Regions from separate parts of the Anser cygnoides genome. Here region 1 is linked to region 2. A link is a contact called in public Hi-C data. All regions are on one chromosome and are shown on one strand. Each heading gives the region's core, a stretch centred on a gene start, on an enhancer-like site or on the middle of the called end of the contact. The rest is flanking DNA. Distances are from core to core; before and after follow the strand shown.

Region 1 (7,487 bases), core at 2,215-4,714, 120 kb before region 2:
TCCCCTTTTCCAACGCCAAAGAGTTTTGTCAGGGGAAACAGAACCCGGTCCCCATCCTATCTCAACATACGCAACGACGGACGGTCCTCAGAGAAAGGCTGATGCGAGGAGACAAGCCAGCACTATGCGACGTCTTTTCCGTTTAATTCCACATTTCGTAGTGTTTATGGCCCCTCTGCTCTGGCCGTGCCACCAAGCCCTCGGCAGAGCGCCCGCAGCCGTGCCGCCACATTTCAGGGAGACACCGGTGTCCCCGGCGCGCTCCTTCCACACCGCCAAAGGTCGCCCTTCGCCTCAGCGCTGGGCCTCAGGAAACTGTCTGAACTCCCTTTCCTCCTGCCCCTCATTCATAAAGAAATTTAATAAAATAACAATAATAATAATAATAATAATAATTAAAACAAAGGCTTATTGGAGCTGTTTCTGCTCAACTTTCCACAGTCTCTTTTCATGTCACTCTCTGGAATCAGATTTTTTTCGAGAAATACTGTGAGAAAAAAAGAATAATAATAATAATAATAATAATAATTATAATAATAAAAAGCATCTGGAACCAGCTCAGAAGATTTCTAATGCTTTTCAGCTTGACTGACTTGGAGTGCATTGACCACACCGTTTATATTTTCTTCAGGTACCTGCAAGAAAACAGAAAAAGAGAAAGGTCAGGCTCTAGCAAAAGCCAGGGTCGGATGACAACGAAGAGAGAGGCAGGAGACAAAGCCAGAAGAGCCCCAGGGTGCCAGGTGGGATGCTGGACACCTGAGCTCCACTGAGAAAGGGCTTTGTCTACGAGAGACCCCCTCCGGTGCGAAAGTGCTGATGTGTAGCTCCCATAGGAGCAAGTTTTTCAAGTGAGAGCTGGCTATTTGCTGTCTGTACGGTGTCTGCTGGTGGGGAGACAACAGTTTTAGGCCCTTCCTTGCCTTCTCTTCTCCCTCTCCCCTCTCTTCCCTTGCTGTTGTTGGCAAAGCACCACGCTGGGGCGAGCAATGCTGCCCCTGGCAGGAGGGGGAGCAGCCGCTCCCCACCCAGGACTGCAGAAAACACACCACCACCTTTGGTGCTGCCACTGCTCCAGCGTTGGGTCTGGCTCAGGAGAGCCACTTTCTGCCCCCAAACCACCTCAAACCTTGCAATTCCCTGTATGGATTTCACAGGTGGGAGGAAAGGGGTAAAGCTGCAAGCCCTCGTGGCTCATTTATCCCGGAGACTTTGCTTTATGCGTGTGTATGCCAGGAGCTCACTTGCACACGGTGCCTGCCTGATGGATTTATACACCTGCCTGAGAGCCCGTGAGGCTCTCCAGGGCACCCTACAGGTTTGGGACACGAGAGCGTGGGTGGGGAGACCACATCAGGTGACGAAGGGACCGTTTGTCCAAAGAAGAAGAGGCCTGCCCATCTGTTTGTGGTGGGGGTCCCAGATGGTGCAGCACAGCACCTGAGAGTTCTTACTCCGATCTTGTGATGAAACTTAACCACAGAAGTCCACACACAATATTATTTGTGGGTGTCTGTTCACACTTGGTGCAGGAAGAATCCCTTGTAACAGAAGATGCAGAAGATCTTGGAGCGACTGTCATCAGTAGAAAAGAATATCACAAGTAAAGTTACGTGAGACAGAAAAGAGGCGTCTGACCGTTACATAAACCACAGATGACACTCAGGGGACAGGCAGCTAACAGCTCCTGGAAAGTGGAGAGGGGACTGAGGGAAAAATAAATTATCTGTGAGCTGCTGCAAGAAGCCAAAATAATTCACGTTAAGTAAGCTGAAGAAGGGACTGCTTCGTCTGTGAGGTATTTGAGTCCTTGGCCAGGAGCACAATACCTGGATTCATTGGAGACCCTTCAGAGCTCAGACAGTGGAAATAAAACTGGGCTGTGATTTTCTGCAGGGCTTTTAACAAAACTGAGAAAAATAATAAAAAAAAAAAAGGCCATGAGAAATAACAAGAAAAGCATTCAATTTTCCAGTGGGAAGATGGAACAGGAGACGCTAACTCTGATGATGTGTGAACAAAGGTCAGCTGGGAAAGGAAGAAAATAATCTTAGAACAACCATATAGCTATTTTTTCTGGGTTTGGAAGAAAACTCCAGCAAACATCCACCGCATGAAATAGGACTATGAGACAGGACTCTCCTCTGCTTCTTTCATTTTTTTTCCCTGTACATTGAATACTGCAGTGGTAGATGCTGTGTGGCTCTTTGCTTCTCCAGAAGATAATGAGAAAAGACACAGGAACCGAGTTTGCAGGACACGTTTCCTTAGCCAGACCCAGCAGAGGATCAGGATCTCTCCATGTGCTCCTTTAGGGCAGTACAGAAGCAGGAGGAAGCAGAGCTGGCTTTGACCTGCACCTCCTTGTTTAATTAAACTCAGCAGGCTGAACCTTCACTCACTGGAAAATGCTTGACGCCCTTAATGTCAAGGAAATATCAATCATACCACGAAGGTTTCGGCTTGATTTTCTCCAGGACAGATGTGCAAACAGTTTTGATTTGTAGGCAAACATCCTGGTTTGCCACCAGTGGAGAAGTCCTACCCCTCTCTGCCCCTTATAAGAGATCCCCAAACCAGGGCAACTGGTGCAGCACGTTCACTCGTCAGCCAGAGGGCAGAGCAAAGCATCCACGAAAGGCAGAGCAAAGCTCCAAACTACCTCCCAGACATTGCTTCAGCCTCATCGGATGCAAAATGCTGGTGAAGAGCAAGACACCTCCCAGCATGAGGCAATGAGAGCAGAGCACCTGGAAAAGCTAAAAGGGACCCTTCTCACTTGCTCTCTCTAGACATACCCTAGAGGGAGCTGGAAACCGTAGCTCTCTCCAGCCCAGTCCTACATCATCACACCAGAGACCTGGAGGTTCCCATCTCAGCAATGTCTCCCAAAGGGACCTCTTCTCAAGCACAGCTCCTGGTTTCCAGAGCACACTTCTACTGCTCCAGCAATGCAGGGAGACCTAAGTATTAACAGCCAGGTCAAATAAAAAAATAAGCAACAAAAAACACCTTAAGATGGACAGGAGGATAAAGATCAGGTCAAGGGGAACAACATTTTTTTTATAAAGCACTCTAAATTGTTGACAGCAAATACTGAATGACCTTAAACAAAGAAAGAGAGGATGCAGAGAAAGGATTCAGGATGCTCTTAGACCTTGAGAAATGCCACTAGAAGTCAAGGTGTTTGCGTAGCAAAAAAACAGTGTAAAGTTAGGGAAAACATGCCAGAATCTAGGTGAGGTTCTTGGCTAACCAAACCAGCCTAGAGCCAGAAAGCACACAGCCCAGCCACTGCTTCTGGAGCAAAGTCAAGCAAAGGAGGGCTTGAAAAGCACCAGCATCCAACATGTTTTGGTGAAAGGTTTTGACAGCTAGAATAGCACCATCCAGATGAAAAGGCTTTTAAAACTGTAAGAAAAAAACAACAAGTAGCAAGAAAAAGGATAAAATACTGATTTGAGGAAGGGAGATATGCAAGACCTTAATGCACAGCCAAAATAACACCTTGCCAGCTGCTCAGAGGCAGGGAGCTGCTGGGCTTGGATGCAGCAGGGAGAGATGCTTTTAAAAGGCGGAGCTGCTGCAGAGTCATCACAATTGTATGGCACAAGTTTTAAGTGAAAAATCTATTTTCAGCAGCAGGGTTTAGCTCTCCAGATATCGCTTGACAATTAGAAGCACTGTGCACCCTGTGCCCTGCACAGAAAGCATGTTCCTGTGGCCACAACAACAGGTAGGAATGTGAGGCAAAGCTAACAGTATTGATTTTAAAATGGTGTTTTATTAGCTTATCTTATCAGCACAGTTAATATTCAAGAAAATAAGACAAGCATATATAACACTCTGACCTTTGCTATCTAGAAAAATATTTACCTTTTACTCTTTACACATATGACCTACGGGCTGCAAATGGTTCGTGCCAGCTGTGAAAAACCAAAGTAATTAGCTGAAGGAAAAACAGTGCAAAAAAAACCCCTTGAACTCCTTGGAGCTTCTACAGGTCAAAAGTAGGGCCTGGACAGTGAATTTACACTGATATAAGGAGAGGTATAACGCAATAAAGGGCATATTTAAGAAAACAAAAAGCACAAAACAGCAGAGTTTTGTTAGTTTTGTTAGTGCATAGGCTACTGACTCCCTCCCTAAATACTTGAGGAACAGGCTCCAAGAGAAATGCCATCCTGTTTGCAGGCACAGGTGTAGCAATCTTCCCTTTTCAGGGAAATTCCTCATTTTTGAGGGTGTCCTATAAAGCCGAAGGAAGGAGCAGAGGTAGGCCCAGTGCCTAAAAGGTAAAATATCTGCTGATATAAAAGAGAAGAGAGCCCCACACGAATGACAAGACAATGCCTGCACTGCAACTGCTACTGATGCTCACAAAAACACGTCCTCAAAATCACCTGCCCTTGCCCGGCTGCCAGTTATTACTCCCTACGAAAGGTCTACACCAGGAGGAGGACAGAGCAGGAAGAGCAGAGCTAACCCTGACTCACAGACAGATCTCAAACCGCAGAGGTTAGGGCCACGCAGGCACCACGAGATGAAGGCAGCAGGGTGCTGTTGGTGCAGGACAGTTCCCCCACAAATGCACCATGCTCCGGAGAGTCTGCAGGCTCTGACCATGACTGCAGGAAAATGGAGCGGGTCGGTGGCTGTTCCTAACAAAGGACAGTGATGCACTGGAAGAGACTGGGAAGGTCACAAAGTCTCCATGATTCTCCAAGAATGACAATCCCTAATGAGGTTTTACCTTGGGGTAGGGCTGAGCTTGGTTCAGGAGCCTGTGACACAGGGCCGCTGCATCACAGAAAAGGCCCCTCAATGAGTTCTCCAGATGGGAAATGTTATTCTCTTCGTGGTTTTTCTCCCAAGGAAAAAGACCAAAAGACCTCCCCTACCCCAAAGAAGCTTCCTTAAGACTCACCAACGCGTGATCAAACTTAAAAGTACTGATGTAGTAGGCTGGGATGTCGGCCGCGGCCAAAGGCTCAGAAATCTGAGCGACAATTCCACATTCATCTGTAGGGGAGATAAAAAAAATGAATGATTGTCCATTTCACTGATACAAATTAAACATCTCAACTGGATTCTAAGCTAACATATTAAAATATTGCATACTCAGGGGACTGGCAGGTTCTATCAATTAATATGCTGGGCCATTTCTACATATTTTGCCTCTGAGATGCATTAAAAGAAGGTGCATGAAAATTTCCTTCTTGCATCATTTTTTTTGTCTGGTGTGGAAGAAAGTACTAAATAGTACCAAAAAAAAAAAAAAAGGAAAGAAATTTTCAGAAGTTTTCTTGAAGCCTGTATTTTGGAACTGTTACAGAAACCATGGGATGGAGCCCCAGTGTTTTCTGACTATCATGTCTTTATTGCAGAACTCAGATTGGACTCCTTTATAATTGCAGGAGACATGAAGATAACAGGAATACTTCTGCAGATGTGATGTATTTGCTCTGTGCTACTTAGGTCCAATACTCTTTTCAGTAGAAAAAACGTTTGCAGCACTGGAAGTGAAACAGGTCTGTGAACAGGACCCTTGCTGTAACTCAATACTCAACCTAAGGCCCCAGAGTTTTCCAAGGATTGCACTGGAGTACAACAGTGCTTTCTGACTGCTGCTTTCAGTACCTACAATGCATTCCCATGCTGCCTTTTTGTCCATTTTTAATTTTTAAACAGAGACCTAGCTGTATCTACCGCCAATGACCAGCAGATGAATGTAATTTAGATGGAGCTGTCAAGCACGTAGCACTTCTAGACCTGGAAGTCTGACTTATCAGGTAGGAGTCAGGCTCTACCTATTTGAAAACCTCAGCTTGCAAAGTCAAGTTAAGCTGCTGGCTCTCAAAAAGCCTCAGTCAGATGGATTTTTCCATCACCTTTGAAGGCCCCGAGGCAAGTGGCTACCTGTGCACCAACTGATCCCCCAAATGTTTACCTACCGAAGCCAAGAGGCTGCCCACCAATCCGCACCATCTTCCAGAGTTCGCCAGATGCACTTGTAAACAACAAATTATTAGGAAATCTGCAAAAGAAAAGGAACACCAAATGCGGCAATTAAAACACAGCGGTGTGTCGGATTCTGCCTGCGGGTATGCTGCTGTTCCTGTATCCCTTCCCTGCTTGAAGCCAGCAATAGCAGCAGCAGCAGCAGCTCGGTGAAACTGAGAAAAGTCATGGCAAACGGCACAGGTGCACCTGCCTGCCCCTCCAGATGTCCTACACTAAATAAGCATCTGATGCTGGAAGTGTACACAGGTACTCAGTGAGGCACAGAAAAAAAAATCCTAAGCAACAGGCGATGCCCCAGCTTTAAAAACCTTAAGACTTTTAATACAAGTGCTTGACTTGAGCTGGTTTTGAAGCACCTAGAGGCGGCAGATGCTTCTAGACACACTCTCTTTGGTATGTGACAGTGCCCAACGTTTTTGTGTCTGAGCATCACCAGTGCTTTTTACCATACCATCCCTGGGAGGCCCCTGAGAGCCCTGCAAAGATCCCAGTTCTGTAGTGAGGAAAGAAGGCTAGTTGGTGGCTACGTGACTTGCCCGAGGTCAAGCAGGCGGTGCGTGACAGAGAAGGAACTGGCCACCCCGGTTCCCCAAGCACCAGGCTGCTGCTCCAAGCCTCAGGCCTCTCTTGAAGGCAGACAGAGGTTTACCCCAATTAAGGTCGAAGAAACTTTCAAGAGGGCAATTAATAGTTTGCAAAACAAGCCCCTAGGGCAGGCAAGAATCAAACCAAGCACTGCACTGTGTGTCAAAAGCAAACCTATGCATCGCATCTCAGTGCAGCATGCTGTCTAGCCTCTAGACCTTAGAGACTCCTGTGACGTGGAGCTGCAGAAGTACACACACACAAACAGGCTGATATTTGTTCCCTAGCTGACTTTTTGCCTTGCCAGACAAACGAGCCATGGGCTCCTGCGGCACAGGGATGACTCAGTACATTATCATCACAACCAGACTCTGCACCAAGCCCAGCCATGTGTGAAAGTGAAGTGGGAGGACAGTGCCACCGAAGTCCCCACCCCACTCTCAGTTTTTGGCAGTAAATCTTCAACCACATACACCAGATTTTTTTGGTTTTTGCTCTTAAGATTACAAGTAATGAACAATGGAATAAAAATGTCAAAACCACTTTGCTCCAGTGTCCCTCTTTCGAAAGTAAGACAGCTCTTGGGATCCTACATTACACTGGCTTGTTACTTCACCAAGGGCTTGAAGAGACAAGGCCAAACTTCTGGACCTGGATCAACATGCCAGACTGCACTCAGTAAAGTGACAGGATGCACAGGCATGTGACAGCCACACAATGAGGCTCCCCAGAATTAACATGTAGGAGCTCAAACGACTTCCTGCTCCTTTAAGAACATCACAGGTGTTTTTTGGGAGCTCAGGAGACCCTAAGAGCAAAGCTCACCTCTGCTGTGTCTGGACATCCATGACCAAGGAGATGTAACCCTCAATGAGAGA
Region 2 (7,402 bases), core at 4,038-6,537:
ACAGGAGTAACTTATCCTTGCTGGAAGATCACCCAATGCTGCAGACTGGTCTGTACTTTATAAAAGGGACATAAATGCCCCTTGTTCGTCTAAGTTTATACCACAGGAATGGACTACTGATCTCCTGAACTCCCTCAAATGATGCACATTTTAAGATATATTTCAAGCACTTGTTCATCCTATTATGTTTTGAAATCCAAAATAGATCTTTTATTACAGTATCTCCAATTTCAGGACACCTAAACAGTAAACAACTGATGAGGGAATGAAAAACACTTATATTAATAGCAACAACACATTGCTTATAAGTAGGGGTGTCGATTATTACTAAGCAAAAGGTACACATCACCAAAGAAACTATCACAAAGTTAGCAAAAATAACAAACCTAGCTTCACGGCTTATTCACATATGAAAGAGAAGCCAGTTTATTCCACACAGCTTATCGTTGTTTATTTCTCACTACACTTTGATTGGAACGAACATTTTTAAGCACCTCTCTGAGAACCCCTCCCGCCTCTGAGCGTCCCCTGGCAGAGGCAGCGTGACAGCAGTGCTGAGCACAGGGCAGAGCCCAGCCTGGCTCCTACAGCCCACCCGGCTCCTCTGGGAAGCATCTCTTCTCTCTCGCACGCCCAGCCCCGTGGATCTTGTGCCAGATCTGAAATCTGAACCTTGCAAAGTGCCTGTGATTCTGCTTGAAGCCACCGGTGTGCACAGACTGCACCTCTAGAAGGCGACCTGGGAGCCTTGCAGAAAAAAACAAGATGCTTTAGAAATGGCTGCCTTAAACGCTCCTGTGATTGAGGTCTCACCCTTCACAAATGGAGAACTTGTTCCATCTCTTTAGCACACTGAAATAACAAGGACCACCACAAACTAAATGCTATCAGAAAACTCTCAATTAGCGATTTTACGATTTTCGACGGTAGGTACAGGACCTACTATTATTTTAACTGCCCAGCTCTATGAACAAACCAACCTCTCGACTTCACCCTAATTATAACTTAATATCATTAGAATTTAAATAATACCTTTCTCCCTCAACTACTTCAATTCTCTGTTTACCACCAAACCTTTATATCAGGTACTGGGACCCAGAGAGGAAAGGCTACTTGTTAACTCATTGACTCCAGATGTTCGAGGGTCTACCTCAGCACTACCCAGAAATCAGCAAGCAAAGGCCAGTTCCTTTATACAGACACAGTGCTTGGAAAAACCCTGACCCCACTTGATTCTCCAGGACTTGAACTCTCCGTATATATTTTTATAAACTCAAAAGACAAGGTCAATCTCACTTTTCCCGATTGCATGCACTAGTGGCTCAGTGCAGGCGTTATCCAAGACTTGGAACTGCCCTTCCTCCCCCTCCATCCAGATTTAATTCCTATGCTGTAGAGGGAGATATAGTTAGAAGTGTGCTGCAAGCAGGATGAAGATCAAGACTGGAGTGTGATAACACATTAGGATGTCTATCAAGTCCTCAAGCAGGTCATTTGGGGCACATCACCCAATAGCATGAGATGTTTCAACCCTGCAGAAAGGAGATGCTTAATTTTGGTGGGAGGGAAGCTGCTCTTCTTGCAGCACTACAGGTGGGAAGGATGAGCACAGTTCTCTGCCCCTGAGAACGAGCATTTACAGGGGCACGTACAAAAGCAAAAGGATGCAGTGTTAAAACCAGGCACAGTTACATTTTCATACACAAACACAAAGCACACCTTGTGAGTAGGTGAAGATCCTTGGCACCAAGGAACCCGTGAGCCAAATGCAGACAGGTCATGATCAGCAAAACACTAGGATGATGACGTTGAGAGCAACAGCAAAAAGATGAGGTACATGCAAATCTTCAGCATGCAACTAAACATTACAGGGACCTGATCCTCCACTAGGGTGCCTGGCAGAGCTCAAGTGAAGTCAATGGGTCTGCACTTATTTACACAAGCAGAGCACCAAAAGCACATTGCTCAGCATAACTAAGTCGGGGTTTCACTATTAGTTATCATTTGACTATCTGTCTCAATGCATCTCTGCATAAGATATCTCATACCTAACAAAGTTATGATTAATAGCGTTTGTCTTTCAGCTCAGTTCAGCCCACTGTTTTATTCACTACTGGTCTCACCTCTTCACCTCGTTAACTGCTTTCTTGCTTCTGGCCATCGGAATAGTTCCAAAATTGCTGTTCTTTGTTCAAAAAAATACTGCTATTGTAACAGAAGCTAAATTAAAAGACTCATGACATGAACAAGGGCAGACAAAGTGGCAAAAGGCCAACTAACGAGAGGGAGATTTGTTACTTTTCCTTCCCAAGAGGATTAAGAAAAACGTACAAGATTTGAAAAATTGTTCCAGCCCTATTCCCTAGTGTGCGAGACTGTGAAAGATATTCCAATACTCCCTCCAGATCACCTCTCAGAAGTAAGAGCCTATGCAAAACTGGAGTTTCTTGCCTTACCAACGTAAGGATACTGGTGATGTCATTGCCACCTCTCTGGATCACATCTGTCCCTCAAGTCGTTATTTCTCACCGGCAGCCTTGCAGCACAGGTAAGAGCTCTGTTTAAGGTCTCAATGGGAAAAAGATAGGTAGTAAAAGTAACGGGCATCTTTATTATCTCATCAGAAAGGATCTGCAGAGATGTAGGCCACCTTCTGCTTTCACCCCCCACGTGGTCCTTCCCCGGTAGGGTGATCGGGGGGACATTTGTCTTGCACATGAATAAAAAGTTGTCGTCTCCTGGGTGCATCCACTTCTTAGAGAAGTGAGAATAAACCAGCAGGACCATAAATTCAGTTACATCTCTCAGAGACTTTCACTTCTCATGCACACACATCCATCAGAGCAGAAGATCCATGGGGCAGGGGCCTTGGGTGCAGCAACCCAGAGGAGAAAGAGCAACATCTCAGCACTATCGGCTGTCTCAAGAACGACACGGGCAAGCTTTCCCTTCTCTCCCCTACATCTCTACTCTCTGCAAAAACAACAAAACAAAAGGGAAATAAACAGAAGTTCCCCATGCCAAACAAAACCTTTCCACAAACAGCTTTCTTCCTGACCAGTGAGGTTCCACGGAAGCGTTATTGATACTCACTGTGCATGGAAAGGGCCAGACACCAGTGGCCAGAGGAATCCCAAACTGCCCGGTGCTGCACCCCAACGCGGGACCAGGTATCGCACCCCAGGGCAAAGGGCACACTTGCTGTCCAAGCCTTTCACACCTCTCTACGTACATATACGAAGTTTAGCATGAAGCAAGAAGAAAACAGGACCATCCCATGCACTTAAATACGTAAATAGATCAGTAACCCCCAACCCCCAGCCTATGCATTAGAAGTGACAGGTTTGAAGATTTCACTGCTGACGCCGATAGCGACACTTTGTCAGCGGGGGGAGCAACAGCCCCCCCCCCCCCCCCCAAATCAGCAACCGCTTTCAATTAGCAATGAAATAACACATGAAAAATAGAAATTTAAGATTGAAGAGCCTTTAATACCCTGCTGGGTATTCAGGGACAGCAGTAAACAAGGTGCTGATGTGCATTACGCTGCAAACAACGTTAGCGCTGAGCCAAATGGGATGAGCCCCAAATCAGAGTGAGATTTCAATGCATGAAGTTTAACTGTGAGATAAGGGACTGTAATCAAATTACACCACAAATAGGTCCATTCATCCGTAAGCATTATTGCAGAGAGAGGATTGAATTACAGCTTGGAATAAAACAATTTAAGAAATAAAAAGCAAATTTATTATCTATTTATTATTGTCCTCCTGCCAAAGAAAATTTCCCACCTTCATTACAAGAATGCTATCTAAGATGAATCTGAGGAGAAAGCTGAAATACCAATTACCAGGCTGGAAAAACAAGAAGAGTTTGAGTCGTGCTATTTACATTCCCATTCCTCTTTCTGAATAGAGCAACAAAGTCAACAAGCGAAGTGAAGACATAGGAATATGCATTTGCAATTCAAGTTGTTTTGCTGTGAAAGGCCTAGGCAGCGAGGCACACTCGGTAATACCGGCCAGAGCGTTTTCTTTCCTTCCCCTAAGAAAAAAATAAAATTCTTCACGGTGCCTTCCATTACAGTTTTGTTTTTTTTTTTTTTTTCCTCCAGAAAGCTAGCACAATCCCTATTACTCAACACCACGATTTTTAAAGAGCACCAAGTGCAAGGCGAGCATTTCCCCTGCCCTCCTGCAATCCGGCAGCACCAAAAAAACACCTTTTAGCGCAAACCTTTGGACGAGCCGCCCCGCCAGCGAGCGGCAACAACCGGGAGGGGAGGGAAAAAAAAAAAAAGAGAAAAAAAAAAAGAGCGAGAGAAAAAAATAAAAAAGAGCAAAAGGGGAAAAAAAAAAAAAAAAGCAAGAGGAGAAAAAAACACCAGCACCGAGCTCTCCTCCTCCTCCTCCTGCCGCTGCCTTTGTTGTCCGGCGGTGGCCCCGAGCCTGCCCCCCCGGCCCCCACCTGTTCCCGCTGCGCTGCCCCAGGACCTTTTGGGGGGGGACCCCAAACTCCGGCCCTCTCAGCGTGGGATGGGGCTGGAGAACTGCAGGGAGGACACCCCTGTCCCCCCAAAACCACCCCTCTGGGGGGCAAGGTGCCCCCCAGGGCCAGCACCCCGGCTCCTAGCGAGGAGGGTGCCCCCCCCCCAAAACGCAGCACCCCAAGGTGCCCCCCCCAAAAAACGCAGCACCCCCGGGTGCCCCCACCCCTGGCAGCAGCACCCCGGGTGCAGGACGGCCGGGGGGTGCCCCCCGAGCTGGGTGCCCCCAAACTCCCCCCCCCACACCCAGGGGCGAGGAGGGGGCTCCCCCCAACCCCGTCCCCTTTTGGGGGGGAGCAGGGGGGGGTCCCCGGCACCCACCTGGTCTTGGAGGAGAGGAAGGCAAGTTTGATCAATCCGTAGGTGAAGAGCTGGATGCTCTCCTTGGCTATGCTGGCCACCCGGAGCCTGTGCTCTAGGATGTGCAGTTCCATCTTTTCCTCTTTCTCATTTGTAGTTCATCTAGCCCCGGCGTTAATGGGGGGGCTTGGAGGGGGGGGGGGGCTGTTACCGCCGGCGCCCCGGGCTCGCTTTTTGTGTTGCCGTTGCTTTTATTATTATTTTTTTTTCCCTCCCCCTCCTCTCTCTCCCTCCCTCCTTCCCTTCTCCTCCTCCTCGCCCGGCTCCTCTCCCCCTGCCCGGCTCCGGGGGCGGGGACGGGGGTGCAAAAGTTGCGCGGGGGGGCGCGGAGCGGGGCGGGCCGGGGCCGGGGCCGGGGCCGGGGCAGGGAGCGGAGCCGAGCGGGGCCGAGCCGAGCCGAGCCGAGCCGAGCGGGGCCGGCCGCACAAACAAGTTGCCACTCACGGCCCGCGCCTGCGCAGCGCCCCGCCGCACGCCGGGCCTTGGAGTCCGCGCAGCCACCGCCGGGCGGGCGCCGGCAGCCCCCGAGCCCCCCCCCGGGTCCCCGCTGGGGTGGTTCGGAGGGAAAGCCGGGGTCCTACCTGCGAGCCCCCGGCCTGGTCCTTTTTATTTTAAAAAATTTCATTTATTTTATTTTTACTTTAATTTACCTTATTTTACTTTATCTTAATTTTATATTATTATATTTTAATTTATTTTACTTTATTTTATCCTTAAAATTATTTTTATCTTTAATTATCTTTATCTTATTTTATCTTTATAATATCTTGTATTTTATCTTTACCTTGTTTTACTTTATCTTTACCTTATTTTACTTTTTCTTTACTACTTTATTTTTCTTTCATTTTCTTTATTTTCTTTATTTTCCTTTATTTTAATTTACTTTATTATTATTTATTTTTCTTTATTTTTCTTTTATTTATCATTTGGCTCAGGAGGCACACAGCGCAATCCTTCCGGAGCCAAGACCCAGCAGAAAAGAGAAGCTTCAGAAGTTTTCAATAATAAAGGAAATACTCTCATCTTACCCCAGTTATTGTCCTATACAGAAATACTCCCATCTTACCCCAGTTATTGTCCTACACAGAAATACTCCCATCTTACCCCAGTTATTACCCTACACAGAAATACTCCCATCTTACCCCGTTTGTTCTCCTATACAACCGACGCACAGCCCGCATCAGTTTCCCCACAAAGCAAAACCGAAGCGAACAAACCACCCCAATGTGCACCCAGGTGTTACAAAAGGAGAGCTGCGGTCGGTAGGAAGGCCAAAGCAGCCGTGTGAGGATGAGGATGGCGGTGGCCGTGCTGCCAGGGAAGGACGGGTCGGGGCTCCACACCAGCACCCCACTGGCGGGGCAGCTCCCGCACACTGGCCTGACTGCGCCAAGGGTGGGGGATCTCAGAACCAGGACCAAAAATTGGGGTTTTAACCTCCCATGTGGAAGGGTTCACTCTGGCTTTGGATCACGCTGATTCTGCTGTGAATAAGAGCAATACCCAGACTGCTGTGTCACTTTTCATTGCTGGATGACAAACCGACTTTGTAAAGACCATCGGTTACAGCCCTTGTGCTCTGCATGTGGGGAAACTGAGACACGGGCTGTGTGCAAGGGGCAAGACACAGCTCGGTGAGCTAAGCCCCTCTCCGGGCCACTCTTCTGCTTGAGATGAGCTTCCACAGTTCAATAACCTTTTAGGGCCTGTGTTCCTGTGGCAGAAATCCCTTGAATCCAGGCCTGCTGCAAGCTTCAGAAACTAGAATTTCCAAATCCTTTCTGCTCTGTTAATTCCCGCTGGATGGCTGTATTTGCCCCGCTGGACGCGTCCGTTCTTCTCCTGCCCATGGCCATACTTCTGAGAGGCTGTCTAAATTCTGTTATATCCCAAAAGGAAAACCTTGAAATCAGAGGCATTCGTATCAATAGTTTGAAATCATTTGGAGGAAAGGAAACAAAATATTGAAACTCTCATACATTTTTTAAAAGCCTTTAAAAACCTAGGGGTTGTTTTCATTCGTTGCCTCACGCGTAAGTCCTGATGACTGTAGGCGTTGCATTTTAGGAAGCTGAAGAGGGTTTTTAATCTGCTTCCACTGCTAGTTCAAGGTCTTGGTCTTCAAAGCTCTGGCTGTATCTGTGCCCAGCTACAGAAAGTGCCTGCACCTGCATCTGCAAATCACAGAGATAGCTGTGTTCCTGCGGGACAATGCAGGCCGCAGAGTCCAGAAGGAAGCAGCCAGGGACAAAACATTTGCCGTCAAGGTTGCTGTGAGCTTCCAGAGGAAATCAGACAAACGTAGCCTGAATTGCTTCTAGGAAATGCAGCAAAACTTTCCTCTTTTAAAAGATTTTCCATCATAATCAGGACAGCATTCACAATATCGACTCTTTGCCTCCCCGCTCAGAGACAAAATATGCTGCCCCCAAGCAGAGCTTTCTCAACCCAGGGAGGGCAGGCACTCCAGGAGGGCCACCAGGGAATATGCTTTTA

What was found. Hi-C and Micro-C count contacts between places; a contact is called where the count stands out from the background.
Region 1: a Hi-C map of liver shows a contact between it and region 2, with 2.1 times the contacts expected there. The contact joins the enhancer-like site here to the promoter of CASTOR2 in region 2. A contact is called at or near these places in 4 of 7 Hi-C or Micro-C datasets (fetal liver, granulosa cells and liver).

Annotation. Positions count from the first base shown.
Region 1 is chr18:4,223,983-4,231,469 of Taihu_goose_T2T_genome, reverse strand. CASTOR2 (cytosolic arginine sensor for mTORC1 subunit 2) reads right to left here. Exons shown (of 9, transcript XM_066979646.1): 6 at 7,435-7,487; 7 at 5,955-6,037; 8 at 4,928-5,022; 9 at 1-635. The coding sequence ends at 570. Among named protein-coding and RNA genes, the nearest start is that of RCC1L, 31 kb to the left of the region's middle. Within about 2 kb of position 3,464, at least 2 of the 3 cell types and tissues checked have open chromatin away from gene starts, as enhancers often do. A contact at or near this core is called in fetal liver and liver, where this site is marked.
Region 2 is chr18:4,109,833-4,117,234 of Taihu_goose_T2T_genome, reverse strand. It overlaps CASTOR2 (cytosolic arginine sensor for mTORC1 subunit 2), which reads right to left and starts at 5,287. Exons shown (of 9, transcript XM_066979646.1): 1 at 4,868-5,287. The coding sequence starts at 4,980. It overlaps LOC106041069 (a long non-coding RNA gene), which reads right to left. Exons shown (of 4, transcript XR_010825737.1): 4 at 5,684-7,080.